2 separate regions of the Sus scrofa genome follow, and region 2 is linked to region 1. A link is a contact called in public Hi-C data. All regions are on one chromosome and are shown on one strand. Each heading gives the region's core, a stretch centred on a gene start, on an enhancer-like site or on the middle of the called end of the contact. The rest is flanking DNA. Distances are from core to core; before and after follow the strand shown.

Region 1 (3,784 bases), core at 1,071-3,570:
GTTATGGGTTTATTTGTGAAGCCCCCTTCAGGCAGGTAGAAAAGTAAGTTTCCAAGCAGCCTCACACCTTAGGCCCGTCAGAAAGCTGCTCAGTGCTGTCTCTCGTCTGGACCAAAGGAAGCCTGGTGGCCCTCCACAGAACCTAGCCTAACTCTAGCCCAACTCCCAGCAGGAGGAGGAGGCCACATAGTGATTAGGGTCCAAAGCCCTACCTCAGAATGCAAAGTATTTTGAACAGTATGGTCTTTGAGGACTTAGCATGATAGTCTACACCTCACTAAAGAATCAGAATTTGGGAAGTTCCTGTCATGGCTCAACGGAAGTGAATCTGACTAGGAAGCATGAGGTTCTGGGTTCAATCCCTGGCCTCACTCAGTGGGTTAAGGATCCGGCATTGCCATGAGCTGTGGTATACGTTGTAGATGCAGCTTGGATCCTGTGTTGCTGTGGCTCTAGCTTAGGCCGGCAGCTACAGCTCCGATTAGACTCCTAGCCTGGGAACCTCCATATGCCATGCGTGCGGCACTAAAAGGATAAAAGACAAAAAAAAAAAAAAAAGAATCAGAGTTTTGGGGTTCCAGCCAACATCTCTTTCCATCAGAGACACAATTAATGGAGAGCAAGAGAGAACTGCCTCCAGCTCACAGCTCATGCTTTCGCTGGGAACGTAAGCTTCACATAACAGTCATCTGTGACCGTGTGTTGTATGAGCTTATGGGTGGGTGTGTTTATTTTAATGAAAGCCTAATGAATCTTCAAGGAACCATATCAGGTAGGTGAAGGATGGGTGGTGTTTATTTTCTTCTGTGTACTTTTCTGTTTGGTCTGCAATTAACTGTGTTAGTTAACGAATATGAAATCAGCAAAGGCTTTATTTCAAAAACCAAATGAATACAAAGAAAAATCATGGCAATATACAAATAAGAGCTGACTTTAATGGCATAGATAATTCATTGTATGAGGGTTCGAGGGAGTGCTCCAAGGTGAAAGACAAAACAAGGGGATGGAAAAGAGGTGTTTAGGGTCATCAAGTCTTGATTCTGAAGATGGGTTCATCCAAAAGTTAAAACCTGAATTTCTTGAGCTGCAAAGCTTCCCAGCACTAGTCAGGCCCTAACTTGGGTAACTGGATTCATAATTAGAATCAGAGAATCTCAGAACTTGAAGAATCTGAGGGATTACAGGGCCAAATCTACACTTGTTTTCTTATTAAAGGAACTGAAGAGCAGAGAGATGAGGACACAGTGAGCTCTGCACCTTGGCACAGGCTCCTCTGCCTGTATGGCCTTTCCCTCTGGTCCTGGGTGGCTAGCTAATACCCACTCTTCCTCGAGAGTTGGCTCAAACATCACATACTCTTGTGGGTTAAGTACTCTCTCCTGTGCTCGAAAAATGCTTAATGCATTCCGTTATCTATTCGACAAACTACTGAGGACCTTCGGTGTGTCAGGCACTGTTCTAGGCACCTGGGATGCACAGGTGACCCCAAATTCCCTGCTCTCATGTGTAAGTGATTACATCATAGCATTTATTTATTCAGCAAATATTTGTGGATCACTTATGTGTGGGAGTCTTGTGCAAACCATAAACTATTTTAAGGTCGGAGTAACAGTCTGTTCACAGCTTTGGCCTCCTCCCTTCCCCTCACGGTCACCTTGCGGACATAGTGAATGCTTTCTGAATGAATGAATGAATAACGAGATGGCCAAGGTCACACAGCAACCTCAAGATGGAGCTGGCACTGAAACCGTCCACCTCTGCTAGCTAGTGCTCTTTCCCCTTGCCCTTCATTGCTGTCAGCCCAAATCTTTGGAAACTTCATCAACTCCTGTGGGGGGAAACGTCAAAGGGGGAGACAATTAAGGGCCGGGTTCCCTAAGCAGATCTATTGTGGAAAAGGGAGACCCACCCTATCAGGGACCGTCTCTGGGGAGAGTGGTGACTCGCCAACTTCTGACATCCCGGCTCAAAAGCTGGGGGCTAGCAAGAAGACGCCCTCTCCAGCAGGACCCTGTCAGCCCCATCACTCTGTATAGGGACTGATCATTTTGAGGTACATTTCACTTCTCTGTTAAAGGCAAGCGTTTTCGTTCAAAACAAAGCCGCCACTGGGGGTGCTGAGACCTCCCCCAGCCCCCCCACCCCTGAGCCCAGGGATCTTTCTCTCTGAGCCAGAGGCGGGGCCCGCCTTTGGCCGCTGGAGCGGCTGCACTTGCAGCGCCCTCTGCCGGCCGCCGGGCCGGCTCTGCCGCTCCGCCAGGCGGGGGAGGAAGGAGGGCGGGGGCCTGGCCGCTTCTGAGGAGCCTCGTGTTCCGGAGGTGCTGAGGGACCCGTGACTCATCCAGCCGGCTGCGCCAGCACCGGCCACCCCCGCAGGCTCTCAGCCTCCGCACGCGCCTGGTGACGCACCGAGCTGCTCTGCGCACAAAAAGCAGCCCCAGGGCGGCCCGCCCCCCGCCCCATGGCAGCACCTGCTCCGACAGTCCACCCCGGTCCACCCCGGCCCACCCCTGCCTGAAGCCCCTGGCTCTGAGAAGCTTCCGGCGCTGGAAGCCCCTCTCACCTCCACTCCCACTGAGTCTTCACCACTAACCTCGAATAGAGGTGGTTTTGTTACCGGGTTTTAACAGAATGGGAAACTGAGAGCGACAGACACGTGAAGGATGAGCCAGGGTCTTGCATCTAAGACGCAGAGGAGGGACTCTGATGAACCAGTTACCTCTCACCCCAAAGTTCAAGGTGCACTTTATACAGCATCAAGCGGCACTGCCATTCTAACTGCACCCCCAGCCCCACATACACACAGACACAGGAAAAGAAGGTTGGACCACATCCTAGAGGACCTTGAAAGTTAAGCACTATAACAAATATTTGCCGTTTTGGAAATAAAGGGGAAGGTATAAATGCCATTTAAGAACAAAGTCAGGCATTGGGCTTGATGCTGTCAAGATTGTTTTATTATGGAGCAGAGGACATGATTAGAGCTTTGAGTTCAGAAGATGCACAGAGGAAAATAGATGAGAGAAGTGGTACCTGAAGTAGTCTGGTAGCGCTCAGGAGGGCCTAAATCAGATTCATGAAATGGGAAGGAAAAAAGAAACAGATCCAAGAGACATTGGGGTAAGGAAAGACTTAATGATAGATGGGATTTTCAGAAGTGGGGTTAGTAAATTCCACATAGCACTTTGGACCTCTCCTAAGGTATTTACTACATCTGATTTTGCCTTTTGCTATTAGAATGATGTTTTGTCGGCCTTGTTAGATGCTAAGATCCAGAGCGTGGTGCTGGTAGCTCAGGCTCCACTCTTTCCTTGAAGACTATGATCTTGTGGGGGAGAATATAGATATCTGAGAGCAGTAGGGTCCATCCTGTAAGCTGAATAGGTGAGGGCAGAGCTGCATGCCCAGACAGTATCTGCACATGGCAAAGAATCCCTAAAGCAGGCCTTCCTTCTTCCTTGGGAAAAGTCTGGAGAGCTCCCACTAAATTCCAAGGCTGCCTCATGCTACTGAACATCCTTCAGGCCTACAGCTTGCAGGAGCACCTGAGTGGGTAGGTTGAGCTGCTTGGGCAGCCCCATCCTTAGGCCAGGCATCAAGGTCTGTGTGATTGGCTGTGAGTACCTGCTGCCAGTTGGTGACCCTGAAGGGGGGCACAACTGGGCAGGTAGCATGGCTCTATTGTGATAGAATAGACCATTTTTTTTTCCTACGAGGATAAATTACCCAGGCATTTGCACCTCCACCAAGAGAGAAACTCCACAGGAAGGAGCAATGGACCCAA
Region 2 (3,730 bases), core at 528-3,027, 130 kb before region 1:
CGAGGCTTGGAAAAGAGGCCTGAATGGGACAGTGAGTGCCTGGAGAGTGCAAGGAGCCTGGAACCAGCGCTAGGGTTTTCTTTGCATTCTTTTCTTGAGACCTAACTTACTTACAGTAAAGTGCACAAGTGTGCGGTTCAGTGAATTATGACGCATGCATGCCCCTTGTAATCTCCATCCAGATATTTGCAGCACCCAGTAGTCTCTCCCATAGCACCAAGTTTGAGTTTTAATCCTCTTGCCACTTACATTGGATCAGTCCCTCTGGTCCATGTGCATGTTTTTCATATTGTAAGGTCCTTTCAGGGACCACGTTATTTTTCCTTTTATATTAATTTTAGTACTGTGTCTAGATCAACCTATGTTCCAAAGGACACAGACCAGGAGTTGATGCTGCATTTTATCAGGGTCTCTCCAGCTACAAGATACTCCTGCTAATGGGTTTATGAACATCCCACTCCTTTCCCCCCCTTTTATGGCACACCTGTGGCATATAGAAGTTCTCAGGCTAGGGGTCGAATCAGAGCTACAGCTGCTGGCTGACACCACAGCCACAGCAATGTGAGATCCGAGCTGCGTCTTGGACCTATGCTGCAGCTTGCAGCAACACCAGATCCTTAACGCACTGAGCGAGGCCAGGGTTGGAATCTGCATCCTCACAGACACTATGGCCAGTTCTTAACCCGCTGAGCCACAACGGGAACTCTGAGAACACCCTATTCTTAATTCTCACAAAATCTTGCCACATGGGGAACTGGAATCCCCATTTTAAGGATGGCTGACTAATCTGAAGCTCAAAGAGGTTGGGTCATCTGCATAATGTCACAGGGCTAGTTAGGTGTGGGATTCGAATCCATTTTGGCTCTGATTTTGAAGTCTGGGTTTTCTCACTCTACCTGGTGCGGGTGGTCTGACTGCTACAGCATAAGGACTGGGCTCTTTCTCTAGCTTGTGTGGACCCAACTTTATGTACAAGGTGCTCATCAGTATGTTCCAAAGACACTGGGTTGGGAATTGGGGATGAGATGGGCAACGTGGGTGCTGTGTACTGGGCTTACTTTGGTGAGGCAGGAGCCACCCAGGAGATATGCGGGCAAGGTTATTGCAAGAGTAGAGTCACTGAAGCCCAGAGTAAGAGATCCTGCAGATGGCCTCCTTTGTCTTTGGGTGCAGGGATTCCAAAGGCATGGGTGATGGGGCAAGAGAAGGCCTGAGGGTATGTGGGCCCACACTGTGCGTGTCTCTCATCCAGCTCTCTTTGTAAATGACTTGACCCACGGCCCCGCCCAGGCCACCGTCCCTTTTTCCCCCAGAGACTACTAAACTGGAAAAAAAAAAAGTGTGCGTGGGTGGAGAGGTGGGACGGGGGGGTGTAAACAGTCGTAGAAAGTGGGCCCTTTGGAGTCAGTAGTCTGAAAGGTGAGAGATGGAAAGTGTGTGTTTTGTTTTTTTAAATAGGTTTTCTACTGTTCTCTCTTTTTCTCTCGCGGGTCCCTGTCCTTTTTCTTCGTCGCCTCCCTCCAGCCGCTGCGCATCTGGCCCGTGGGCTCCGGCCGCAGCCCCCCTCCCTCTCGGTACCTTGCAACAGGCTCTGGAGATTGAGCTGCGCCTCGCGAAGCAGCTCCTCTACACTCGGGGGCCTGCCCGAGGAGAGGAACACGTTCACTGGCTGTCGCCATGACGACCTCGAGTGGGCAGTCGCTGTCGCATTTTCCCGACCCGAGTTAGCTGCAGCTAGGGAAGGAGAGAGGCAGTGAGAGGCGCCGCCGGGGGGGGGGGGGGGAGGCGGCGCGCGGCGGCCAGTGGGCGCCCGCGGTTCCCCAAGACCCGCCCCGGCCGGGGGTGGGGGTGGGGTGGCGCGGGCCGCGCTTAAAAGGCGGGGACGCGCCAGCCGCAAGATTTTTCCTCGACAGATCGTGCCGCAGTCCTCTCCCTCTCTCGCGCCGCCTGCCTCCGCCGGCCCGATAACCGCCTCACCGCCTGCCTCCTCCGCGCCGCGCCTCCCGGCTCTCGCTGCCGCCCGCCCTCTCCGCTCCCCTGGACGAGGTAAAGCGCCCCGGCCGAGCCGCCCGGTCCTCCGCGCTAGCCCCGGTGGGTGTGGCTCGGCCTCCCGCGCGCCCCGCCGCTGCCGCCGCCCCCTGCTCTTCTCGCTGCCCCCAACTCCCCATCCCACCCCAGCCCGCAGGCCCAGGCCCCCAGCTAGTCCCGATGTCCGAGGCTGCCGGGAATCTCAATAGCCTCCGCATGGCGAACGTGGCCTTGCGAGAAGAATTAAATGCCCTTCGCGGGGAGAATGCCAACTTGGGCTTCCAGCTCGGCAGAGCCCTGGCCGAGGTCAATTCCTTGCGGGGCAATGTCTCGAGCTACATGCGCTGGCCGATGCCAGTGATGCCCGTCCTTGCCGAGGAGAACTTTGAGTTCCCGCTCAGTGAGATTGACGCTGTTCCCGAGGGAGAAGTGCCCTTCCTGTGCTGGCCTCCGCAGCGCGCCGAGCCCGAGTACGCCCCGGACGAACTGTTGATTAGCGTGATCCAGGATTGCGGCACCTCCGGAGGGCCCGCCGACCCGCCCACGATGCCCAGCCCGCCCCCGCCGGCGCTGCCCCCGCCCCCGGCCAAGGAGCTGCCCCCGCAGCCTCCTCTGCCGCCGCTGGAGCGGCCCGAGATAGAGCCCTTTTCGGGCGACCCAGTCTACCTGGCTGAATTCCTGATGCAGCTAGAGACTTTCATAGCCGACCATGAGGATCATTTCCCCGGGGGCGCTGAGCGGGTGGCCTTTTTGATCTCTTTTTTCGCTGGCGAAGCCAAGGACTGGGCTGTCTCAGTCACCCAGGAAGGAAGCCCCCTGCATGCCAACTTCCCGCGCTTCCTAGATGAAATCCGTAAGGAATTCTGTGGCCCCATCCCCCCAAGTGTGGCAAAAAAGGCCATCCGCAAGCTCAAGCAGGGAGACTGTACCCTGGGCAGCTATGCAGATGCTTTTCAGTTCCTCGCTCAATTCCTCTCTTGGGATGACTGCCGCCTTCAAAATCAATTCCTCAAAGGCCTGTCAGAATTCTTCCGCAAGGAGCTCTTATGGTCAACTGAAATGGCCGACCTGGACGAGCTGATTCTTGAGTGCGTGGAGATAGAGAGAAAAGTGCGTGTCCCCAAGCCAATCCCACTCCCTGGGGTTCGCAATATTTTCTTCCCTTTTGCAGCAGACCCTCATCTCGAAGGTGAGGAGGGAGAAGAGTGTTACAGTGGGGATGAAGATGAAGAGGCACGCAGGCGCAGGCTTCAGGACAAGGACCAGCGGTGGCGCGTGAGAGCTGTTCAGCAGGAGACCAGGGAGGAGAAGAGGAGGAAGAGAGAGGAAGAGATGAGAAAGAAGGAGCTGAAACAGAAAGGGGAGGAAGACGAGGAGGAGGAAGAAGTGGAGGAGGAGGAAGAAGAGGAGGAGGAGATGAGGAAGAAGAGGAAGAAGGAAGAGGAAGATCAGAATAAGGATGAGGAAGAAGATGAAGATGAGGGTGGCCGCCAGGAACCAGAGCAGGAGCCGGAGCCGGAGCCAGAACAGGAGCAAGAGACGGAGGATGAGACCCAAGACGATGACCTGGATGAGCTGATGGAGATGGAGCCCACCTACGCGAACGCTTCCTCCCAGACTTCTGGCTACTATCATGAAAATTTCCTAGATGTGTCACCTCCCATCATACAGCCCAGCAGACGGAGGAACCAGAATCGAGTCC

What was found. Hi-C and Micro-C count contacts between places; a contact is called where the count stands out from the background.
Region 2: a contact with region 1 is called in a Hi-C map of subcutaneous adipose tissue, with 2.5 times the contacts expected there. The contact joins the promoter of RTL5 here to the enhancer-like site in region 1. A contact is called at or near these places in 13 of 47 Hi-C or Micro-C datasets (adipocytes, embryonic fibroblasts, epiblast stem cells and 7 more) and 1 of 2 datasets of contacts at active chromatin or transcription factors (skeletal muscle).

What each region holds. Positions count from the first base shown.
Region 1 is chrX:57,878,342-57,882,125 of Sscrofa11.1, reverse strand. The region is part of intron 3 of NHSL2 (NHS-like protein 2); the gene reads right to left. Among named protein-coding and RNA genes, the nearest start is that of RTL5, 130 kb to the left of the region's middle. Within about 2 kb of position 2,320, at least 25 of the 83 cell types and tissues checked have an H3K27ac peak or open chromatin away from gene starts, as enhancers often do. A contact at or near this core is called in retroperitoneal adipose tissue and subcutaneous adipose tissue, where this site is marked.
Region 2 is chrX:58,011,012-58,014,741 of Sscrofa11.1, reverse strand. RTL5 (retrotransposon gag domain-containing protein 4) reads left to right here and starts at 1,777. Exons shown (of 2, transcript XM_005657832.3): 1 at 1,777-3,730. The coding sequence starts at 2,209. The region is part of intron 3 of NHSL2 (NHS-like protein 2); the gene reads right to left.